Regions from separate parts of the Sus scrofa genome. Here regions 1, 2 and 4 are each linked to region 3. A link is a contact called in public Hi-C and HiChIP or PLAC-seq data. All regions are on one chromosome and are shown on one strand. Each heading gives the region's core, a stretch centred on a gene start, on an enhancer-like site or on the middle of the called end of the contact. The rest is flanking DNA. Distances are from core to core; before and after follow the strand shown.

What was found. Hi-C and Micro-C count contacts between places; a contact is called where the count stands out from the background. HiChIP or PLAC-seq counts read pairs in DNA pulled down with a chosen protein or histone mark.
Region 1: an H3K27ac HiChIP or PLAC-seq map of alveolar macrophages shows a contact between it and region 3. The contact joins two enhancer-like sites. A contact is called at or near these places in 1 of 47 Hi-C or Micro-C datasets (embryonic fibroblasts) and 1 of 2 datasets of contacts at active chromatin or transcription factors (alveolar macrophages).
Region 2: an H3K27ac HiChIP or PLAC-seq map of skeletal muscle shows a contact between it and region 3. The contact joins two enhancer-like sites. A contact is called at or near these places in 6 of 47 Hi-C or Micro-C datasets (alveolar macrophages, embryonic fibroblasts, retroperitoneal adipose tissue and 2 more) and 1 of 2 datasets of contacts at active chromatin or transcription factors (skeletal muscle).
Region 4: a contact with region 3 is called in a Hi-C map of subcutaneous adipose tissue, with 2.6 times the contacts expected there. The contact joins two enhancer-like sites. A contact is called at or near these places in 2 of 47 Hi-C or Micro-C datasets (embryonic fibroblasts and subcutaneous adipose tissue) and 1 of 2 datasets of contacts at active chromatin or transcription factors (skeletal muscle).

Annotation. Positions count from the first base shown.
Region 1 is chr10:66,369,065-66,371,764 of Sscrofa11.1, reverse strand. No RefSeq gene overlaps it. Among named protein-coding and RNA genes, the nearest start is that of KLF6, 120 kb to the left of the region's middle. Within about 2 kb of position 1,339, at least 18 of the 83 cell types and tissues checked have an H3K27ac peak or open chromatin away from gene starts, as enhancers often do. A contact at or near this core is called in alveolar macrophages, where this site is marked.
Region 2 is chr10:65,956,180-65,958,879 of Sscrofa11.1, reverse strand. No RefSeq gene overlaps it. Among named protein-coding and RNA genes, the nearest start is that of AKR1E2, 260 kb to the right of the region's middle. Within about 2 kb of position 1,364, at least 32 of the 83 cell types and tissues checked have an H3K27ac peak or open chromatin away from gene starts, as enhancers often do. A contact at or near this core is called in retroperitoneal adipose tissue, skeletal muscle and subcutaneous adipose tissue, where this site is marked.
Region 3 is chr10:66,133,458-66,136,157 of Sscrofa11.1, reverse strand. No RefSeq gene overlaps it. Among named protein-coding and RNA genes, the nearest start is that of KLF6, 350 kb to the left of the region's middle. Within about 2 kb of position 1,402, at least 27 of the 83 cell types and tissues checked have an H3K27ac peak or open chromatin away from gene starts, as enhancers often do. A contact at or near this core is called in alveolar macrophages, retroperitoneal adipose tissue, skeletal muscle and 1 more, where this site is marked.
Region 4 is chr10:65,913,818-65,916,517 of Sscrofa11.1, reverse strand. No RefSeq gene overlaps it. Among named protein-coding and RNA genes, the nearest start is that of AKR1E2, 220 kb to the right of the region's middle. Within about 2 kb of position 1,322, at least 7 of the 83 cell types and tissues checked have an H3K27ac peak or open chromatin away from gene starts, as enhancers often do. A contact at or near this core is called in subcutaneous adipose tissue, where this site is marked.

The DNA.
Region 1 (2,700 bases), core at 90-2,589, 240 kb before region 3:
GATAAAGTGAGATTCAGAGAAAGTGGAACACTCCTAGGAGCTGTCACCTGACACTTTTCTTCACATTTAGCTTCAAAACAGAGGATCCAATCTGAGCAGTCTTTTGTCAAGATTAAATCGAGGGGTTCTGTTTCTATGGACCATCAGGAAAAAAGAAATTAAGCAACAACCATCAGTTTCTATAGGAAGAGAACAGTTGACATGAAGATAGTGCTAGGCCAGGAGTTCCCGTTGTGACTCAGTGGTAATGAACCTGACTAATATCCATGAGGACGCGTGTTCAGTGGGTTAAGGATCAGTGTTGCCATGAGCTCTAGTGCAGGTTGTAGATGTGGCTCAGATCGGGCATTGCTGTCACTGCGGTACAGGCCAGCAGTAGCTCAGGTTCCGCCCCTAGTTTGGGAACTTCCCTATGCCTTGGGTGCGGCCCTAAAAAAGTAAAATAAAAAGTGCTAGGCCTGCCAACAAAAATAATGAATGTTATAATGGGGAAAATTAATGGACAAAATTTTGTTCAGTGTTGTGCATGAAATTCCAGGAAGAACAGGATGCTGTGAGCAGGCTCAGACCTACGGCACTGACCTTTTGGAAGATGGTTTTTGAGTCAAGGAGGGAAGTTATCAGGTGTTAAGAGGCTGTGGATTCTGATAGAAATGGCCCAGAAAGGGAGTTCCCGTCGTGGCGCAGTGGTTAACGAATCCGACTAGGAACCATGAGGTTGTGGGTTTGATGCCTGGCCTCGCTCAGTAGGTTAATGATCCGGTGTTGCCGTGAGCTGTGGGGTAGGTGGCAGACGCGGCTCGGATCCTGCGTTGCTGTGGCTGTGGCGTAGGCCAGTGGCTACAGCTCCGATTGGACCCCTAGTCTGGGAACTTCTGTTGCTGAGGGAGCAGCCCAAGAAATGGCAAAAAGACAAAAAAAAAAAAAAAAAAAAAGAAATGGCCCAGAAAAATCCCGAACATAGGAGGAAACTTTTCTCATGGTTGCTCCTGGGTCTTGGAATTTTAAGAATTTGGGGGTTATCTCTCTTGCCATGCAGGGAAGAACTTGAATCAGGCATTAGGTCAGCCCTGGGCAGGTGTTTATTGAGTTGTAAATGCCCTGTCCTCTGGAGAAATCTGCTAATGGGACACCCTTCCCCTGGATTGGTTAGCAGACCCTGCTAGTTAAACACAGGATCTCAACCTCTTCTCTAGCCAGGAGCCAAACTGGCATTTACAGCCGTTGCCATAACCACTGATTTGAAAATTAAACATTCAGTTGAGTTCCCTGGTGTCCCCAGGAAAATAGTAAATGACTGTGTCTAGACGCACACGTATGGGCTTCGCTTCTATTAACTGATTGAGTCACCAGGGTGCCGCTCTCTTAACTGTACAGAGTTTACTGGAGTTTCCGCCAGTGTCTGAGTCCAGAGCTGAACAGATGGACGTGTGGTTTTCATTTGGCAACCGCTCTGAGCAGTGTTTTATTCATTTCAGGACCTTTAAACTGTGCATAATTTAGGTTAACGTTTCTGAACAGCTCTTGGCTGCAAAAAGGTCCTTCCTCCCTGAACAGGTGTCTGTGACCACGTACTTCTGATGTCCGCCCTGACACCGAACTTCAGAAAAAGTTTGCGAAAAGCCTTTGTGTGTATTTGTTCATGAGACTTACACGAAGCCTTTAGAATTGCTGTGGCTTGCATCTCTGGGGATTAAAAAGGCATATCGACCAAATCAGTTGCCAAAGGGTGGAAATGCAGCCACTTAAAAAGAGGCTGCCTGATTTCCACAGTGGCTGAAAACCAGTCTGACCGAGTCTTTTGCTCTTGTTTTGTCTGAGTTAGTTCTACTTTGAAAACATCAATTCTAGCATCTTGCAGACACTTTAAAAAAAGACATGCCATATTGGTAAGTTAGTGGGTTGCAAAGCAGTGTTTTAAAGTAAACTAGAGTAGAATATAATAGATTAAAATATCATGGAATTTAATGTTACCAAATAGGATGGAATAAAACAGAAAATACAGGGGATATGGCTTCTGATAAGGGTGAGAAAATTTTATGAAAAATGTGGGCAGGCAATGTTCTGAGTAGCTGAGGACCAGAAAGGGGGCTAGAAGGAGCAATTATATGTCCTCTTTGTATTCCTGTTATATATGGAAATGCGGAGATTTCTCTCCCTCCGCTATTCATTTTTTACTTTTATTCCCCCCCCCACTTTTATTTTATACCACAGTCAAAGAAAGATGAAAACACTCCAGTGTAGACCAAACTTCAGATGTTAGATACAGACTTAGAATTTTAGCTTCCAATTCTAAACTAAGTTCTGTACTCTTTTAAAAGTAAATGAGACAGGTTGGGCGGTGGGGGGATGCACGGAGGATTTGGGATGGAAATGCTATAAAATTGGGTTGTGCTGATTGTTGTACACCTATAAATGTAATAAAATTCATTAAGTAATTTTAAAAAAATAAAAGCTAGAAGAGTTATAAAATTCTAGAATAAAAAATAAATAAAAAATAAAATATTTCCAAGTTTTGCTTTTTTAAACAAAATAAATACGTAAAAGTGGGGAAGTATAGCTTTACGTGAACTTCCTCTCATTTAATTAGAAAGGACAAAGGCATAACCCCCCGAGCTTTTCTTTACTCTGCTTTCTGCCATCTTTGCAGAAACAAAGCCTTAAAATATCACTTCACAGGCTTAGCCCCCCCCCGCCACC
Region 2 (2,700 bases), core at 115-2,614, 180 kb after region 3:
CTTCTGAAGGTCCCCTTCTCCTGTTCCAGGCTGGCTTGCTCCGAGCTGCTCAGAGACAGGCCAGAAGCAATGCACCATCAGGCAAAGCCTCCTGGTCAAAACAGGACCGGCTTTCCTATAAAGCGGCTTTACATTGTCAAAGCAGCCCTGAAAACACCAAGACTCAGCTTCCACCGAATGCATTCAGAGAGTTCTCCGTGTATCCCCCAAGACTGCTGACTTAGTCACCAGCCAAGAAAGGTGAAGGGCTAAGTGCAAGGGCCATTCTTCCTTCTCCAAGCGAAAGCCAAGCTCCGACAGCTAGAGAGAGGCCTCACAGCTTTCGAAAATAATGAAGATCAGAAGCCTCCAGTTTCTTTGTCTTTCTAATGACTCTGCTTTAAAAATAAATCTGTTCCTTGTCTCTCTGACTTTCCATAGGCTTTCTGAGCTTACTTGAAACAAACAGATTTTGACTCTGTTGGGAAATGATCGTTCTCTACACCCGGACACAACAGGCAATCCCTAGAGATGGCAGATCTGCTGTCACTTTGTCCGGTCATCTGAAAATAGGCTTTCTCGGGGAGGAGGCCTGACATGGAAGCCGAGGGCAAAGGATGTGCTCCGGAGAGAGTGTGAACTGGCTTTTGTTCCCTCCTTGGTGACACCCGACCCTGGCCTTGGAAGGTGGACCTTCCAGGGCTGTGCGGTAAAGCCATCTTCTGCAGGCGTCTGTGACTCCTGCCCATCTTGAATTCCTCCATCTGAATGAAAGAAATGACTGCCCCACGTCTCTCAGGGGTGAGGGGCATGTCATCTTTTGATGCCCATATTTCAGTTCACGGAAGCCCTGCCACCTGCAGGGAGAAAACAGCCCACGAAACCCTCACTGGAGCCTCAGCGCCGCCATGCCCTGTCTCCCTGGTAAAATAAGCAAATCCTTATCAGTCAGCATCTGTTTCCCGTGCCCCCACCCCAGCGTCTGTTTACCAGATTTTTTTCATTGAGAGACTTCCCCGCGGCGTATAATTCACTTCGTTTTTGCTCATTCATAAGATTTTTTTTTTTTTTTTTTTTTTTATCTCCCAGCTGCAACTATTTTGGGCACATTTCTGAGGACTTATTGAATGTGACTCATCGGAGTGAAGTGGGACTACCGAACAAAGCGGAGGCCGTCTGAGCGCTTTTGAAATACAGTAAATTTACACAATACGTATTTGTTGGTGTAAAGTACATGATTCGAGCGCTTGTCCATAGAGTCTTCTCCCCGTCTATTCAAAAATGAAGTGGATTGCTTTTTTAATATGCAAATTCTGGAAAAGGCTACTTAGCCTTCTCTCTTTCCTCCAGAAGTTGCCAGGGGGAGGAAAACAACGGAGACAAAGTAAACTCATCGCTTTCATTCGACACAAAATCAAATCGCTATTGCCAGGCGTTCCCATGGCAACTGCCTTCCTAAGCAAACTTCTCTGCAAAATATACAGCTGTTATTTTATCTCGTTGCTAAGTTCCCTCGACAAAACCACACCATAATAACCGCTCACATATATGTGGTTAAAGGGGATAAAACTCCCACGGGCCTCACAGAGCTTATCTTTTAAATGATAACTTAGGAATTTGACCCTCCATCCTCAGCACCATATGGGGTTTTCCTTTTTCTTTTTTTTTTTTTTGAGTCCTTTGCCTTGAAACTCTGCCATATTAGGAAAAATCCAGGCGAGTCTTTCATCTATATCATTGTTAGTTGTGTGAATAGAATTTTTTCCTTTGGTTTGTTTTTTTTATTGTCGAACAGTGAAAGATTAGGTTCCATTTTCCCATTTTCATTAAATGAGATGATAAAATGATGTATTCTAATATTTCATATCTGCAGAGTTAATAGTTTCTCTATTACTGTTTGTTCTCTTTTTTAAAGCGTAACCATGACTGGACTAGTCTTTGGGTACCAATTATTCTGCCTCTCTCTGGAGAGGAACCAGTGAGAAAATTGAAGTCATTTTATCAAACTGCCAAGAGAGGAGAGAGAGTACCCATTACATGGCTATCCATAACATATTTTAGCACCAGAGCAAAGCTGTAAATAAGCCAGAAGAAAATAGGCCCAAGCCCTAGAGGAAAGTCAGATTCCCATGAAATATTCAGTGAGGCTCTCTCTCACCAGTGCGGGCCCCAGGAGGGCCAGGGAGGAATATTATGGATCTCGTGTCTCAGGGGAGGAGCAGGTCGATGAAAGGGACATGCCCACACCGTGAAGCTTGGGGCAGTGTCACAGCTAGGCTGCTGCCTCTCTCCATTGCTTTCTTTTAAAGTAATGTGTTTTCTTCACCTTAATTCCGCTGCATTTGGCAAGAAAACTGGTTTGTTGATGACCCTTAAGACTATGCCATAAGAGTTCCCACTGCGGCTCAGCACGTTAAGAGCCCGACTAGTATCCATGAGGCTGTGGCTTCGATCCCTGGGTTAAGGATCCAGCATTGCCATGAGCTGTGGTGTAGGTGGCAGACGAGGCTCGGATCCCGAGTCGCTATGGCTGTGGTGTAGGCCGGCGGCTGTAGCTCTGATTTGACTCCTAGCTTGAGAACTTCCATGTGCTGCAGGTGCGGCCCTGTAAAGCAAAACTAAAATAAAATCAGATTATGCCATAGCTTTCAGAAAGATTCATTTTTGGCAGTGTCGGCGTGTGATATTTTATTTGCAAATGAGAGCCAAAAATAGCTTATC
Region 3 (2,700 bases), core at 153-2,652:
ATACCGAGCGAGCACATAGTTTGGGAGGAATTCCTGTCGTGTGGGAGGCCGGCTCCGCTCCATTCACACACTCTCTCTCCCAGATGTGACCCCGTGGGCTTAGCCCTATGTCCGCTGGGGCCGCCAGGCAGCCCTGGCCGCAGGATCCTCTTGGACAACCGCAGCGGTCTTGCTGCGTCTTCTTATGCATGTGGTGTGTGCATGCTATGCTTCAGCATTTTTTAAACTCTTCCTTTGAGTAAATTAAAAAAAGTTTGTGAAAAAGTTTGCTCCAGGAAAAGGGAGCCAAAGGGCTCGCTGATTCTTTTAATTGAATAAGGGGGGGGGCGGGGAATGGGGAGCGGGAGGTGGGGGGGATAGAAGAGAAAAAGGTATAGAAATCAGTTAGCCTCATGGACGGCTAGATGAGGTCCCTTGCTATTAAAAACATCCAGAGTGAGCCCTGGGGGTGGCCAACAAAGAAAGGGGTTGCTATTATTTGGGTTCCTGTTAAAATCTGACCCCACAGGGTGCTTTAAATCTCCGTGACCAGGGCACTGCCCTCTCCGAAACAGCAGACCTTCAGATGTGCACGGGAGACGAGACCCGGGATACCATTTAGAGGCCTCTTTGACCAGGGAAGGTCACCGTGTGACCATTTCAGGGGGACACCTGCAGCACGGCTTTGTCAACAGGGCCTTGGATCTGAACAAAACACACGCAGTCACTTCCCACCAGGACGTGACACTCGGGGCCGGCCCTGAGCCGGGCACATCTGGAAGGTGGCTCTTTCAGGGGGGCGTTTTCTCTCCGTTCCACGTCCGGGAGCGGGTGAGCGAGAAGCGCTGCCTTCACAGCCCGACTGTGCGTCAGTGCCATCGGTCGGGGGTGCGGCCAGGGCGCTGGGGCGCCTTGAAGGGCAGGCGCGGAGCCTCCAAGGCCGCTGTTCTGAACCAGGGCCTGGTGGGGGTGGGGGCCGGGTCTCAGGCCGGCCGGGGCTTAAAAACGGGGGATAGAGATGCCACGCAAGGGCGACTGGGCGAGAGCCATCCCTCACCGGGCGTGATCGCAGTTGTCCAGCCGCCGCCCCGGTCGCTAAGGACACTGGCTCAGCCCGCGGGGACAGCCGTGCCGGTGGAGTCCAGGCGGCTCGGTCATGAGCGCTGCGGTCCCGCTGTTGTTAACAGCAGTCCCGGCGACCGTCCTCAAGGCCTGGGAAAATGTCCACAGGCATGAGCCCGCCTTCTGCGCATCCGAACTCTACGTGACTCAGGGTCACTTCTTCACATAAAGAACGCGGGGGCGGCAGCTTGGGGGAGAAAGGACTCAACGCCAGATCGCCCACGTTCAAGGGTGAGCGTCCCGGTCCCGCTGCACGAGGGCTGTGCCGCCGAACGCACAGGCCTGTCAGCTTTTTGTGCGGAATCCTGCCAGGGGAACCCGCGCGCTTGCGCTGGGTGAAGGCAGCGTAGACCAGTGGGCGTGGGCCCGAGGCGCCTTGAGTTCCCAACCTTTACTCAGAAGAAAAACGCCCAACGGCGCTGGACTTCTACCGGGAAGTTTTCTGGGTCCCGGAGAAGGACGTGTCTCCCGCTGCAATTAACTCAGAAGACGCCCCTGCCTCTCGGGGCTGCGGCGCTTGCAGAAGGCCCGGACTGGATGAGCGCCACATACGTCCCCACGCGACGTTGTCCTTCCTTTTAAAAATCATTCCGGGAATCGTTTATTTTCTGGAGTGGGTCGTCTTTATTTGTTTACCCTGGAAACCACAGTTTGACATGCTGTCTTTCGTTCCTGGCGAGGCGATGCGAAAGGCAGAAAAACCCCGCTTGTTTGCAGTGCCAGGGATAAAACACTTGACTGAAGGCCAGGTGCGCTGCCCCCAGAACCTTCCCATCGCCTCTGAGGGACGAACATACATCCTGGATCCGAATCCTCGGCAAGTTCAGGAGGTTAGAGGTGACTCAGTCTCCACGAATGCAGTCTGGTCTTATTTTAAGAAGGCCTCTGAGTCATGTGGAGTTGTGTCAAAACATGTGTTATGTTATGTTATTTTAAAAAGGCAGCTTGGAGGGAGGAAATTGAACCATCTTTTTTTCAGAAAACCTGCCCTTTAATGGAAGAAAAGGGCAAGTCAGTTTCCCACACATCTCCCTCGGTCCCGCAGGCTCTGCTTTGACCCCACACGTATATTCTTCATGGGCTTTGCTATTACCATACTTTCTTGGAGCGTTTCAAGTTTGCAACTTGAGCTGTTCTGACTTCATATTTATTGTTCGATGTGGTTACAGGCACCGCTTAAGACTGAATAACATGTACTATCGCTCTATTATTATCTTGATTGATTAGCTACCCGGTGTGATGGTTCTACAGCTACATGCACTATTTTTATCAATATAAAATATGCATAATTTTAAGAAACTTTGGTGTTCTCAACTCAAATATAGGAATAGAACCGATCCTGTGGCTATTTCGGAGTTGTGACAATGTACTTGAAAGTCCCTGGGAAAGTGGCATGTCTTGGGGGTCAGTCAGCACAGGTCACAATGGGCTATTGGGCTGGTTAGGACCAGCTTCGCAGATCTCGCTGCGGCCTGCGGAGGGGCAGGCCTGCCCTGCAGGTGAGCAGGTCTCACTCGGTGACTCCCCTCTGGCACCGTGATCTCCCTGGCCTTCCCAGGTCACTGCCCGAGGGCCTGGGGGGGAAGAGCCCCGAGAGGA
Region 4 (2,700 bases), core at 73-2,572, 220 kb after region 3:
GAAATGCCCAGGGCAATGCAGTGTTGAAAACCACCACGAAGCTCCAAAGGGCTGCGAGCGGCTGTGGCAGGTGCCAGCAAGGTCTCTGTCAGGGAGCAGGTGAGAGAACAGATATAACAACCTGTAGGCAGGATGGGTTACCCAGGGTTTATGGATTACTCGCCCCATCCCACGGTGCATCAGCATAATAAAACAGCCTATGGACTATGGACATGCTTTGGTAAAAGGGTAAGTTATGAGTATTTTCAAAAGGCAAACATTGGAAGACTATGAATATTATTTTAACTTATGGACACGCACACCTATATTTTTAATCTTGCTTTCTTTCCAAAAAAAAAAAAAAAATTAGTGATGCACTAAGCATCTTCACAGAGGCATTTCTTCTCCACAGCTCTCTGGTGGATCAGCTCGCAGACCTGATAGGTGCTGTCAGAGCTGATAAGATGCGCAGAAAGACAGAACTGTGATAAAAGAAAGGCTGAGGATGTGAGAAACAGGAGTGTGGCCAGAAGCTCTCCAATCTTTCTTTTCTTTGTAGGCAGGTCAAAAAGTCCATCAGGCCTGATGAAAATTTTAATTAAATGTGTTTAAATTCTGGTTCAAAATGTAGTTTCACTATCCACTGAACTCTTTGAATCCTTCAAGAAGATAATAAATCTCGGTTGCCATAGGAATTTCAGCACCCCCCCCCAAATGTGATTAAAAGCAGGTTTTTGTTATCTAGCAAAACTCATTATATGGATTAGTTGTCAATAATGGAGGGAGATTTCCTGTTGGAGGCACAAGAAAGAAGGAAATTAGCATTTGTTGAGTGGCTAGGAAAGCCAACCACTATTACTTGTGGTTATACTTCAGGCATGAAATCATTTACTCTTTTTGCCGTAATTGCAGGTGAGCATTACTGCGCCTTTTATATGTGAAGAAGCTGATGTACAGAGAGCTTCGTGCACAGTCATGCAGCCCAGAAAGCAGAAAGAGCCGAGGTGGGAGACTGGGAGGGCTTGGACTTCACACCACATGGGCTGCTCTCTCCAGTCATGCTGAAAGGAAGGTATGGTTTACTTCCTAAAATGGGCCTATCAAAATTTAAACGTATCATTTATTGCAGGTTGGAAGGGACTCTACAGAGCGATTATCTCTTCAGAGAATATAAAAGTGAATTTTTAGACTATCAAACAAAATTGCTCAAGGAGCCATAACTTTGTTCTAGAATTACAGGGAAATATGACATCATGGGTTGACCATGTCTGTACCCAAGCATTTTGGCTCCAGCCAAAAGGAATTTCAAGAGAAAGAAATCCTGGAAATGCAATTGCTGCTTCCTTGGTCTAGAGGCATTGTTTCTTTGCTTTTAGTTTCATTCTGTGACATCATTCTCATCAGACATGAAAGGACGCCAGGCCAAATTTAGCACGTACTTGAACTCTGTGATTTTATACATTAGAAATAAATTCCAATCTTTAGAAGTCAGCCTGTGAACTATAAAATGAAAGGACATTACTTCCCTTTTCCAGGAAAAGTGCCTCCCAGCAGCTTCTTGGACATCACACATTTCCTCCCCATAAACCAGACTTCAATGAGCTAAGTGCGAGTCAATTAGAACCACATGTTACTGTGTTGTCCCTGGATCCAAAGGAAACACTCAAAGGCTCTCACGACAAAGGGCACCGGTCTGGGGTTTGAGTACACATGAAACGGGCTAAGCACTTACCACCTTTCTGGAGCACACGCTGCTTGTGTTCATCGGTTAAAATACCGTGTACGTCATGTTACTGATTTTTGTAAAACCAAGTCAGTATAATTTAAGATAAAGCATTCCATTTGTGGAAGTTCCTCCAAGGGGTGAAGCCGCTGAAAAATGGGAAAAACAGAGTAACTTGAAAATGGGGGGAAAAAAAATCCTAGTTTTCATATAGGCTCATCCGCTTAGGCTTCTCTGACTGGTATACTTTTGTATTAGAAATGGTTATCAGGATTTTGTGTCTGTCTTGGAGAAATTGAAATGGATTTACCCTTGGTAAGCGGGGTATAACAGGGTGCAAATACAATAGGAACCTGTAACACTTGCTGTCATTGAACGCCAATGCTCTGTTGGAGTTAAAGTTCAAGCCATCAGCACCTCTGCAGAGGCGCTCACGCTCTGAGGTGTTACTGTTTTGGGGAACTGGTTGCAATCGTTTTTCATCTGTGGTTGAGAATGCATGCATTCCCAAAAGATGAACCTTACCCCCAAATCTCTATTTTCAGAAGATGTGGGGTGACAATAGTTATCTGTCTCGTGACTTTATCTTTGTGTATAATTTTATCCTTGGTCGATAGATTTGAAAAAGCTAAGAAGTCACACAATCCATCGGAATATTATGTCCCAGTTCTCACTCCACCTGTTCTTACATGGGCACCCCAACTGCATCACAGATAGCATTGTTGACACATGAGGGCTCTACTCACCTGGTAAGGCATCATTTCAGGAGGAATGCCACCCGCCTGGTGTATTTCGTCAGCCGTCCCAGACTGGTTCAGTTCCAGGGCAGGCTGACTGTGTTTTGGTGAAAAGCAGTGAAACTTTACATATGTGGCAGATTTAAAACCAATCTAATCTTTCATTTAAAACTAATCTAATCTTTCATAACGGCACACATTTTCCTTTTATTTTTTAAGTCCCCAAATGGTTAAGGCTGGTTACCAAATAACTGTAAAGAG